2 separate regions of the Sus scrofa genome follow, and region 1 is linked to region 2. A link is a contact called in public Hi-C data. All regions are on one chromosome and are shown on one strand. Each heading gives the region's core, a stretch centred on a gene start, on an enhancer-like site or on the middle of the called end of the contact. The rest is flanking DNA. Distances are from core to core; before and after follow the strand shown. Region 1 holds the start of PGAM5 (serine/threonine-protein phosphatase PGAM5, mitochondrial). Region 2 holds the start of CHFR (E3 ubiquitin-protein ligase CHFR).

What was found. A called contact is a pair of places that touch in the nucleus more often than the background predicts.
Region 1: a contact with region 2 is called in a Hi-C map of skeletal muscle, with 5 times the contacts expected there. The contact joins the promoter of PGAM5 here to the promoter of CHFR in region 2. A contact is called at or near these places in 1 of 47 Hi-C or Micro-C datasets (skeletal muscle) and 1 of 2 datasets of contacts at active chromatin or transcription factors (alveolar macrophages).

What each region holds. Positions count from the first base shown.
Region 1 is chr14:22,777,924-22,783,316 of Sscrofa11.1, reverse strand. It overlaps PGAM5 (serine/threonine-protein phosphatase PGAM5, mitochondrial), which reads left to right and starts at 2,413. Exons shown (of 6, transcript XM_021073941.1): 1 at 2,413-2,857. The coding sequence starts at 2,667.
Region 2 is chr14:22,650,751-22,656,201 of Sscrofa11.1, reverse strand. CHFR (E3 ubiquitin-protein ligase CHFR) reads right to left here and starts at 1,740. Exons shown (of 17, transcript XM_001928455.6): 1 at 1,635-1,740; 2 at 1,329-1,472. The coding sequence starts at 1,461.

The DNA of each region.
Region 1 (5,393 bases), core at 1,164-3,663, 130 kb before region 2:
ATGAACTTAATAGAATTTCATTTTTTTTTTCTTTTCTTTTTGTCTTTGCTAGGGCCACTCCTGCAGCATATGGAGGTTCCCAGGCTAGGGGTCTAATTGGAGCTGTAGCTGCCAGCCACAGCCACAGCCACATGGGATCCAAGCCGAGTCTGCGACCTACACCACAACTCACGGCAATACCAGATCCTTAACCCACTGAGTGAGGCCAGGGATCAAAGCCGTAACCTCATGGTTCCTAGTCGGATTCGTTAACCACTGAGCCACGACAGGAACTCCTAGAATTTCATCTTTATTACTACATCCCAGGTGCCTAGTTAGTGCAGTAGGTAGCACATCAGTCTCATATTACTGCATCCCAGTCTCAGCTGTGTGTTGTTCTCAACTCCAGAGTCCTTTTGGTTCAGATCCTCTGGGATGAAAGTCTCCTAGTCTTCTGCCATGAGGGAAGTGAGGGGCTCACCTGAATACCCCGGTGATGGAGGGGATGGAAAGGGGCAACTTCTTACACATTTTCAGTCGGTAGCCCCACCCACTGTCCTGTTCTCAGAGGTGGGCTGGTACCTGTAACTCACCAGACTCTTCCAGACTCACTGAACTAATGGGGCTTGCTTCTTGGCTTCCCACAGTGAAGGAAACTGATATTCCATCTTTTCAAGTCAATAATGATCTGATATCCAGCTTCCAAAATTTTATTAGCTGATCTCTCTGCTTTATTGCTTCTGTGGACACAAATACATTCTTATGAATTTTTTCTTTCTAAAACTTTTTACTGTCAGTTTTGTAAGTGACCTTTTGGAAGGAGACAAATGCATGGGTTGAAGATACCATGTTTAAGCAGACATCTGGGTATTTATGTGGAATACATTTGTTCTCCAAAACCCAGAATGATTTTGTTGTTGTCATTGTCTTTTTAGGGCCACACCTGTGGCATATAGAAGTTCCCAGGCTAAGGGTCCAATCAAAGCTGTCACTGCCAGCCTACACCACAGCCACATGGGATCCAAGCCTCATCTGTGACCAACATCACAGCTCGCGGCAATGCCAGATCCTTAACCCACTGAGCGAGGCCAGGAATCAACCTGAGTCCTCATGGATACTAGTCAGGCTTGTTACTGCTGTGCCACAATGGGAACTCTTACACAGAGAGATTTTTTGTTTCTTTTTAGGGCCGCACCTGTGGCATATGGAAGTTCCCAGGCTCGGGGTTGAATCAGAGCTGTAGCCGCCAGCGTACACCACAGTCACAGCCACACCAGATCCAAGCCGAGACTGTGACCTACACCACAACTCACGGAAACTCCAGATCCTTAACCCACTGAACAAGGCTAGGGATCGAACCCGCAACCTCATGGTTGCTAGTTGGATTCGTTAACCACTACGCCGTGACAGGAACTCCATCAACGCCGGATCCTTAATCCACTGAGCAAGGCCTGGGATGGAAACAGCATCCTCATAGATACTAATTGGGTTTGTAACCCACTGAACCACAACAGTACTCCTGACTCTACTTCTCTGAAGATTCCTGGAGCAAAGTCATAAAATGTAGGGTAGTGGGTGCTAAGGGCTGGCAGAGGAGAGTGGGGAGTTAAGTGTTTGAGAAGATGAAAAAGTTCTGGAGATGGCACGACAAAGACAAAGTGCTTAATGCCACTGAGCTGTGTCCCTAAAAATGGTTAAGATGGAGTTCCCATCCTGGCTTAGCGGTTAAGGAATCCTACTAAGATCCATGAGGATGTGGGTTAGATCTCTGGCCTCCATGGGGTTCAGGATCTGGCAATGCGGTGAGCTGTGGTGTAGGACAGGGATCAGATCCCGTGTCGCTGTGGCTGTGGCGTAGACCAGCAGCTACAGCTCCGGTTGGACCTCTAGCCTGGGAACTTCCATATGCCACAGGTGCGGCCCTAAAAAGTTAAAAAAAAAAAAAAAAGGTTAAGATGCTAAGTTTTATGTTACGTGTTATTTTACTACTTAAAAACAAAGCAACCGGGAGTTCCTGTCGTGGCTGAGCAGTTAACGAACAGGACTAGAATCCATGAGGACGAGGGTTTGATCCCTAGCCTCGCTCAGGGGGTTAAGGATCCCGCCTTGCCACAAGCTGTGGTGTAGATTGCAGACGCGGCTTGGATCTTGCGTTGCTGTGGCTGTGGTGTAACGCGGGTGGCTACAGCTCCGATTTTACCCCAAGTCTGGGAAACTCCGTATGCCCTAGAAAAACAAACCCCCCCAAACCCAAAGCAACCTGTAGGAGATCCCCAGTTCACTTACACTAGAACCCCAATTATCTGTAGGGCACGGGTTCCCTCCGGGCTCTTTGCAGAGCTGACCCCTCGCCCAGACCCCACGGCGCGCCAGCTCCAGTCGGTACCACCCCCGAAGGCGGCTCCACTGGAACGCCGCGTGAACACCCGCCACCCTCGCCACCCGAAGTCGGGAACGGCAGGCACCCGGGGCCTGCAGCACCAGACCGAGAGGAGCATTAGAGGATCACCGCCCACCGCGGGGGCTGCACCTTGGATGCCGGAAGTCGTCCCCTGCCCGGTTGGGCGTTCCCGGCGACCCCCGCGCAACCCTCCGGCGGGAAGCGCACGCCTGACGAAGCGTGTCCCTCACGGGGTGCCGTCCGCGCCCGTGAGCGCCTGCGCGGGGTTGGCGCGAGTCTGGCCGGCATGGCGTTCCGGCAGGCGCTGCAGCTGGCGGCCTGCGGCCTGGCTGGGGGCTCGGCTGCGGTCCTTTTCTCCGCAGTGGCGGTGGGGAAGCCCCGCGCGGGCGGGGACGCGGAGCCGCGCGTGGTCGAGCCGCCGGCGTGGGCGGGGGCCGCGCGCCCCGGGCCCGGCGTCTGGGACCCCAACTGGGACAGGTGCGGGGTCCGCGGGTGGAGTCCTGGCAGCCCCAGACGGCCGCCGGCGGGAGCCCTCCTGGGCCCTGGCGGCTACATTCGGCCGATGGGGTCGGTAGAGGGGCAGGCAGGGCGGGCGAGGCCGGCTTGCGTGCGGGTTTCTCTTTCGGTTCTGGCTGCAAGGCTGCCTGTGGATGTGGGCCGCCCCCGACTTTTTCTGAGCCCCAGTTTCCTCGTGCGTCCCGCCCGGCCCCACTTCTGAGCCTCAGCACGCTCGTCTACCGGAGGGTCGTTCTGAGGAACTAGCACAGTGATGCCGGGGACAGTGCCCAGTACACAGGGAAGCCCGAAGTGGCTATTTGCCGTCCTAGACCGAGGGCTTGGGCTTCCTTAGGGCTCTCTTCCTTATTTCCTCTCTCTCAACTTGGGAATCCTCAGATTAGATAATGATTCCCTGTTTTCAGTCCAGCTGAGAAGGAGGTGGATGTGGGTCCTTAAAAGGAAGGGAATCTGCTGGGAAGATATAGAAGGATAAGGACTAGCAGCCATCTTGAATAGGAACCTGAGCTTCCCGGGGTCTCGGGCCCCTGCCTGGCCGCTCGCTGTCACCTGTTCTTATTGAGCACTTGAAATGTGGCACCTGTGACCAGGAAACAATATTTAGGTTTACTCAGTGTTAATTAGAATTAAAAAACAAAGCAGTGCAGATTTTAAAGTACTGGGTTGAAACGATAGTATTTTGATACATTGGAGTAAATAAAGTGAGTTATTGAAATTTCCCGTTTCTTCCTACTTTGTAAATGGGGATACTTGGGAATTTAAAATTATATACGTTGCCAGTGTTCTTTTTCTATTGGACAGCGCTGCTCTGGAGTCTGGGAGTGGCTGTTGTGGGTTGGTTTACATAGTCCTAGTTCTTTACTACTTGACAGTTGACTCTGAGTGTGGGGTGCAGAACTAATATTTATTGTTAGTCATATCAGGAACTTCGTAGGTATTTTTTTTTTAATTTTTAAGAAAAACCTATTTTAGTTTTACATTTGGAGAAAACTTGGAAAGGTAATAGAGTTCCTGTATACTCCACACCCAATATAGAATATTTGTCACAACCAGAGATCCAGTTACATGTTATCATTAACTGATGTCCATACTTTCTTGAGATTCCTCAGTTTTTACATATCGTCCATTATCTCTTCCAGGATCCCACCTGACAGGCAGCCCTGGCTCCTTTTGGTTTTGACAGTTTCTCAGACTTCCCTTATTTTGGTGACCTGGACAATTTTGAGGAGCTCTGGTTAGGAATTTTGTAGAATGTCCCTCAATTGGGATTTTTTTTTTTTTTTTTCCCTTTTTATGGCCACACCTGCAACATGGGATTTGTCTCTTTTTCTCATGGTTATATACTGGGGTAGTATTCTCTTATTTATTTTATTTTACTTATATGTTTTTCTTTGCTGCACCTGCAGCATGTGGAAGTTCCTGGCCAGAGATCAAACCTGAACCACAGTGGTAACTAAAGCCACAGCCATGACAATGCCAGATCCTTAACCCCCTGAACCACTAGGGAACTCCTATATTCTCTTTTTTAAACATCAGTATAGTCTTCTGAATTTCTTGGGCCTTTTTAAGGAAACGTTCACTCTGAGCTTAAAGGACTTAGCTGAGGTAGAGCCAGACTCCAGCTTTGTTTGAGGTTGATGTACTGTATTTGGTTACTAAGTCTAGATTGGGGGTGTGGGGGGGTGTACATTCTGGAAAGTTCCAGAGCCTTATCCAGTGAAGTCTCCAGCCTCTTCTGAGGAATGAGGCTTCCTGGGTCTGTGCCTGTAGATTCCAGATGTCTTCTCTGGCTCTACCACAGGCTCCCACATGCCTACCCATGTGCCTGGCAGTTATGCCGTACCATGCTGGCACAGTGGCCCATGCAGAAGCCTTGAATTCATTACTCCCCTCAAAACTTATCCTTCCACCACTCTGCCTCAGCTGAGGGCATTCTTTTGCCAGCCCAGCCGGGAGCAACCAGAGTGCCTGTCTGCGCCAGACTTTGGCATTTTGAGCATCTTTGCTGCTGCTGTCCCTCCCAGCCCGTGATCAGCTCCTCGGCATTTCCTGCGATAAGTGGAACAGTTTTTTCCTCACTGTCCAATGTGATAACCACCACCGCACGTGCTACCAAGTATTGAAAATGTGCTTAGTGTGATTGGAGAAATGGAGATTTATTTTATCCATTTTTTCCCCATTATTTTGACTTATAGTAGCCACGTGATCAGTGGCTTCTATTGGGCACAGTGTCCCCATTTGCTGGGCCGACCTGTGGGCATTTCCTGCCTGCCCTCCCACAGCCACTTCTTCCTGTTACTTGCTTCTGTCCTCTCCGTGTCACTGGTTGCCTTGCTGTGACTGTCAGTCTCCTCCCAAGGACATGAGTGGCACAGGGGCTTTGATTGTTCTGTTTGCTCCAGTGGCCCAGAGAAGGCCTGGTGCTGAGTTCTGGGATGTGTGGCATGTGCTCAGGGCAGGGGTGGAGTACGGAGGCCTTTGCTTTTGTGCTTTCTCA
Region 2 (5,451 bases), core at 491-2,990:
CACAATGGGTAATATGAAACAGTAATCTTTCTCATTCTCCCATTTAAAAGTATAAAGTCAGAATGATAAATTATTGACAAACTAAATATTTCTGTTGACCCGATCAGTGCCCCTCTCTCCCAGGAGAAAAGCTACAAGGAAACTTAGCAGATGGTCCCCTCTAGTCCAGAGGCAGTAAGCTTGGAGGGTGAGGGCACTTTCTCTCACTAGTTGTATGACTTTTCTTCAACTTCTTAGCTTCCTTTGTTCTTTAAATCAACAAGTATTTAAGCAGCTCTACTCTAAGAGCTGGGCGTGGCATATAGAGTTCTTGGCAAGGGGCAGATCCGAGTAGCAGTCAGATCTAAGCCAAAGCTGCAGCAACACCCGATCCTTAACCCACTGTGCCAGACAGGGGATCGAACCTGTGACCCAGTGAGCTCCTAAGACACCACAGAGCCCACTGCGCCAAGCAGGAACTCCAAGATCCTTTTTTTTCCTTCTTTTTTAGCCTCAAGTGTGGCAAATGAAAGTTCCCAGGCTAGGGGTCTAATAGGAGCTGTAGCTACAGGTCTACACCACACCCAGGGCAACACGGGATCCAAGCCCCGTCTGAGACCTATGCCACAGCTCATGGCAACCCCGGATCCCTAACCCACTGAGAGAGGCCAGGTATCCAACCTGCATCCTCTCGGATACCAGTTGGGTTCGGTACTGCTGAGCCACGACTGAAACTCCCAGATCTTTTTTTGAATGTAGCTGCCTACACCTATAAATTTCCCTTGAGCACTGCTTACCTGCAACCCCCAAGTTTTGGTATGTTATATTTTATTTATCTCAAAGTATTGTCTAATTTCCCTTTTGATTTCTTTGACCCAATGGCTGTTTAAGGGTGTTATTTAATTTTGCACATATCGGTGGGTTTTCCAGTGTTCCTTCTGCTATTGATTTCTTTTCCGTTAAGGTCTGAGAAGACGCGTTGGGTGGTAATGAACTTGAAAACACTGACTTCTACGTAATAAATTAATGTACCACTTCATATAGCTGTAACGAGGATTAAAGAATCTGTACGAAGCACTCAGAAGTGACTGGGCAGAGCAATAAGTGAATAAATGGTAGCTATTACAGGAGAGCCCACTACACTGGAAAAACTGGAAAGCTCAGAGCGCCCCGCCCAGGGGCCTCCCACAGCGCGGTGGGTCCCGTCCTGCCCAGCTCTCGTCCTCGGGCCCCAGATCTCCGCCCTGGCCCCTGCTCGGGTCCCCCAGCACTCGGCCTCCGTCCACCGCCCCCATCCCGGACTCGTCCTCAGTCCGTCCCATGTCTCCCATCCCACCTCCGCCCCGTACCTTTTCTCCGCCCGATGGTCCACTCCCGCTTTCTCAGGAGGACGTGCGGCTCGCCCTCCTCGGCGCCCAGGCGGAGGAGCCTCCCCCACGGCTGCTGCTGCGGCAGCTGCTCTCCTTCCCCGGGCCGCTCCATCGGATTCACATCTGACGAGCCCCGGAAACGTCGGGTGAGACTCTGGCCGCAAAGGCGGGGGCTGGGGCCGCCGCTTCTCCCGCAGCTGCCCGGGCCTCGGCGCCCCCGCCACGCTGCTGCGGGCCGCGCCGCCGGCCTCCCCCGCGTCCCGCCCGCGCCAGCAGCCCGCTTACCCCCCGCCCCGCGCGGAACCCGGAACCGGCCGCGCCGCCGCCGCTGCTGTCAACAGACATCGCTGATCCCTCAGCTGATCCGCGGGGCGGGGCCAGCGGCGTCCGCGCCCTACGATTGGCGGGCGGTGGCGACCACCGAGCCTGGCGGCTAGAGCGGAACAGGGGCGGTGGCCATCTAGAGTGGACGTGGGGAGGTGAGCCGAGCGTGCGCAGACCGGAGGATGGGGCCGGGACGACATCTTTGATGCTGGCCGAGACCTCTAGATCTCCGAGGATCTCGGAAGTAGCTGCCGTCGACGCCATGATAAGTCCGGGCAAAAGGGACTGAGTAACTTGGGTATTGGGCACCGAAGCAAATTCTCAAAGCCGCGTTGGAAGGGCAGATGGCTTATAGATATGTGACAAACGACGAGATAAGTGCAGGTAGAAACTTTCGGATGTCTCTTTCTCCGCGATCAGAATGTTGCTAGTGTCCTGGGAGGGCTCTGGAGAGTGCAAGCATCTCCGTTGCCAGTCGTAAGAGTATAAATTGGACCGCTTCTTGGAGGGCAGCGGTGCACACATAGTCTTTTCATTTCAAACGCACGTTTCCTTTGACTCAGCGATTCCGCCTTTTGGAATCTAGCAGAAATAAGGTGTGTGTTCCAAAAAAGGCTGCACTAGGATCATCAGTGCTGGACGCCTGAAAGTGAACGGTGGGCGAAGACTTGGTGCGGGTGGGCCAGGAGCCGAGTCATGGACTGTGCGGTCCATGACTGCGCGGTTGAGAGGAACCAGACGATATCGGACGGAGACCTCCGAAGTGGAAGAAGGCACCCAAAGGAGCGAGGGAGACATCTTTCACTGTATATTCCTTTGTGTAATTTAAACTGCATCATTTGGTGATTTTTGTTGTTGTTTGTTTTTGCTTTTTAGGGCTGCACCCGTGGCATATGGAATTTCCCAGGCTAGGGGTCGAATCGGAACTACAGCTGCTGGCCTATGCTACAGCCACAGCCACAGTAATGGGGGATCCAAGCCAACCTACACCACAGCTCATAGCAACTCCAGATCCTTAACCCAGTGAATGAGGCCAGGGATGGAATCTACATCCTCATGGATACTACTAGAAGGGTTTGTAACCTGCTGAGCCACACCAGGAACTCCATGTCAACTTTGTCATAAAGTGCATCTCTCCTTGAGTTCCCATTGTGGCTCAGCACATTCAGGATCCAACACCGTGGGAGGGTGTGGGTTTGATCCTTGGCCCCCCTCACTGGGTTAAGGATCTGGCTTTGCCACAAGCTGGGGTGAAGGTCGCAGACGTGGCTTGGATCTGGTGTTGTCATGACTGTGGCATAGGCCTGCAGCTGTGTTTCCAATTTGACCCCTAGCCTGGGAACTTCCACATGTCACAGGTGCAGCCATAAAAAGAAGAAGAAAGTACATCTCTCCTGGTCTCAGATTCAGGTCATAGGAAAGACCAGAATTTAAAATTTCTCAGAGTTATCTCATGGCTCAGCAGATGAAGGATCTGGTGTTGTCACTGCTGAGGCTTTGGTTACAGCTGTGGCGTGGGTTCCATCCCTGGCCCAGGAACTTCTGCATGCTGTGGGGCATGGCCAAAAGTAAATAAATAAATAAAATTTCTTCAAAGAAATTTAGTTTGGATAGAAAAGAAGCAAATCACAGTACCTTATTGGACTCGGTGTTGGAGACACTATGTGCCTGGCTAATCAGGCCTTTAGTTCAAATGGAAATGCTATACTCAAGAACATAGCCAAGGAGTTCCGCTCATGGCTCAGCAGTAACGAACCCAACTAGTATCCATGAGGATGCGGGTTCAATACCTGGCCTCACTCAGTGGGTTACAGATCTGGCATTGCCATGAGCTGTATTGTAGGTTGCAGATGCAGCTCAGATCTGGCGTGGCTGTGGCTGTGGCGTAGGCCAGCAAATGCAGTTCCAATTCTCCCCCTAGCCTAGGAACTTACATATGCCGCAAGTGCAGCCCTAAAAAAGCAAAAAAAAAAAAAAAAAAAAAAAAGAACATAGCCCAGCAGCTGTACAAGAAGAACTGGCAGCTTCTCCCTGGTTGAAGCTTTTCCTCTCTGCCCCTTCCCATCACTTCAGCATATTCACTGGTTCAGGTTCAAAGAATCCTTGATTCAAAGACATTCCCTGAAAATCTGGCTTAATTCACTCATGTTTTGGTTTTGGGGTCCATCAGGCTTCAGTGGCTCTCCAGCTATGCAGATATGAAAGCAGAAATACTCAGTGATCAGAACTGAAGGTCACTCTCATAGCTTTGGCTAATACCTTGATTTTCTTTTTTTTTTTTTTTTTTTTTTTTTTTGGCTGAGCCCAAAGCATGTGGAAGTTCTCCGTCCAGGGCTCAAACCTGTGTCTCATCAGTAGACCTGAGTGCTGCAGTGACAACACTGAATCCTTAACCTGCTGAGCCACAAGGGAACTCTTTACCTTGATTCTTTGGACTCTTAAATTGTTGCCAGAGTTCCCGTCGTGGCTCAGTGGTTAACCAATCCGACTTGGAACCATGAGGTTGCCGGTTCTATTCCTGGCCTCACTCAGTGGGTTAAGGATCCACCGTTGCTGTGAGCTGTGGTGTAGGTCGCAGACTTGACTCGGATCCCGAGTTGCTGTGGCTCTGGCGTAGGCCAGCGGCTACAGCTCCTATTGGACCCCTATCCTGGGAACCTCCATATGCCGTGGGAGCAGCCCAAGAAATGGCAAAAAGACAAAAAAAAAATTGTTGCCAATGGTCCAATTGTCTGGTCTGCGACTTTGAAGAGTACTGATCAACAGGGTGAAGGCCTAACTCTTTGGGGAGTTCATGTTGTGGCGCAGCAGAAATGAATTCAAATAGGAACCATGAGGTTGCAGATTTGATCTCAGTGGGTTAAGGATCTGGCATTGCCAAGAGCTGTGATGCAGATCGCAGATGCAGCTTGAATCTGATATTGCTGTGGCTGTGGTGTAGGCCAGCAGCTGTAGCTCTGATTTGACCCCTAGCCTGGGAACCTCTATGCTGTGGGTGTGGCCCTAAAAAGCAAAAAAAAGAAAAAAGAAAAAAAGAAAAGAAAGACCTAACTCTGTGGGGCTCTAGACTATAAAAACGATTTGTTAAAGTCCCTGTCATGGCTCAATGGAAATTAACCTGAAGAGTATCCATGAGGACGTAGGTTCAACCCCTGGCCTTGTTTAGTGGGTTAAGGATCCAGCTGTGAGCTGTGAGCTGTGGTGTAGGCTGGCAGCTGCAGCTCCAATTTGACCCCTAGCCTGCGAACTTCCGTATGTTTGGGTGCAGCCATAAAAAATAAAATGAAAATAAAAACAATTTGTGGCTGCCTATCAGACTATCTACAGCAGTCAAGTAGATGTCCATGGTTCTTTGAGAAAAGAAAATTATCAAGCCTTCCTTATCACTGATTACCACCTGTAATAGTCATCACACTGGAAATGGAGTGTCTCCATCATAGACTGGCAGAAGTAAAGGATTTTATTTATTTATTTTTTTGATGTAGAAGCTAGCAGGTAGCTTGTGAGGAGACAAACCTGATTCCTTGTTCCATTGAGGGAGACTTGTACTTCCTGCCAAAGTTGGCCTGTTGGTTTTATGTAGGCATATTACTTGGGGGCATTGACCTCCCTACTCCTGGAAAATTGTATCAGTCCTTTGATCCCCTTCCCAGCACTACCAGGCATGTTTCACCACTTTTGACATTTTCTTTTTTCAGGAGGTGTTATGTCATCTGATTATCTAATTTTGGACACATTGATTTGGCCCTTGAAATCTAACAAAATGAAACTCTTTTCA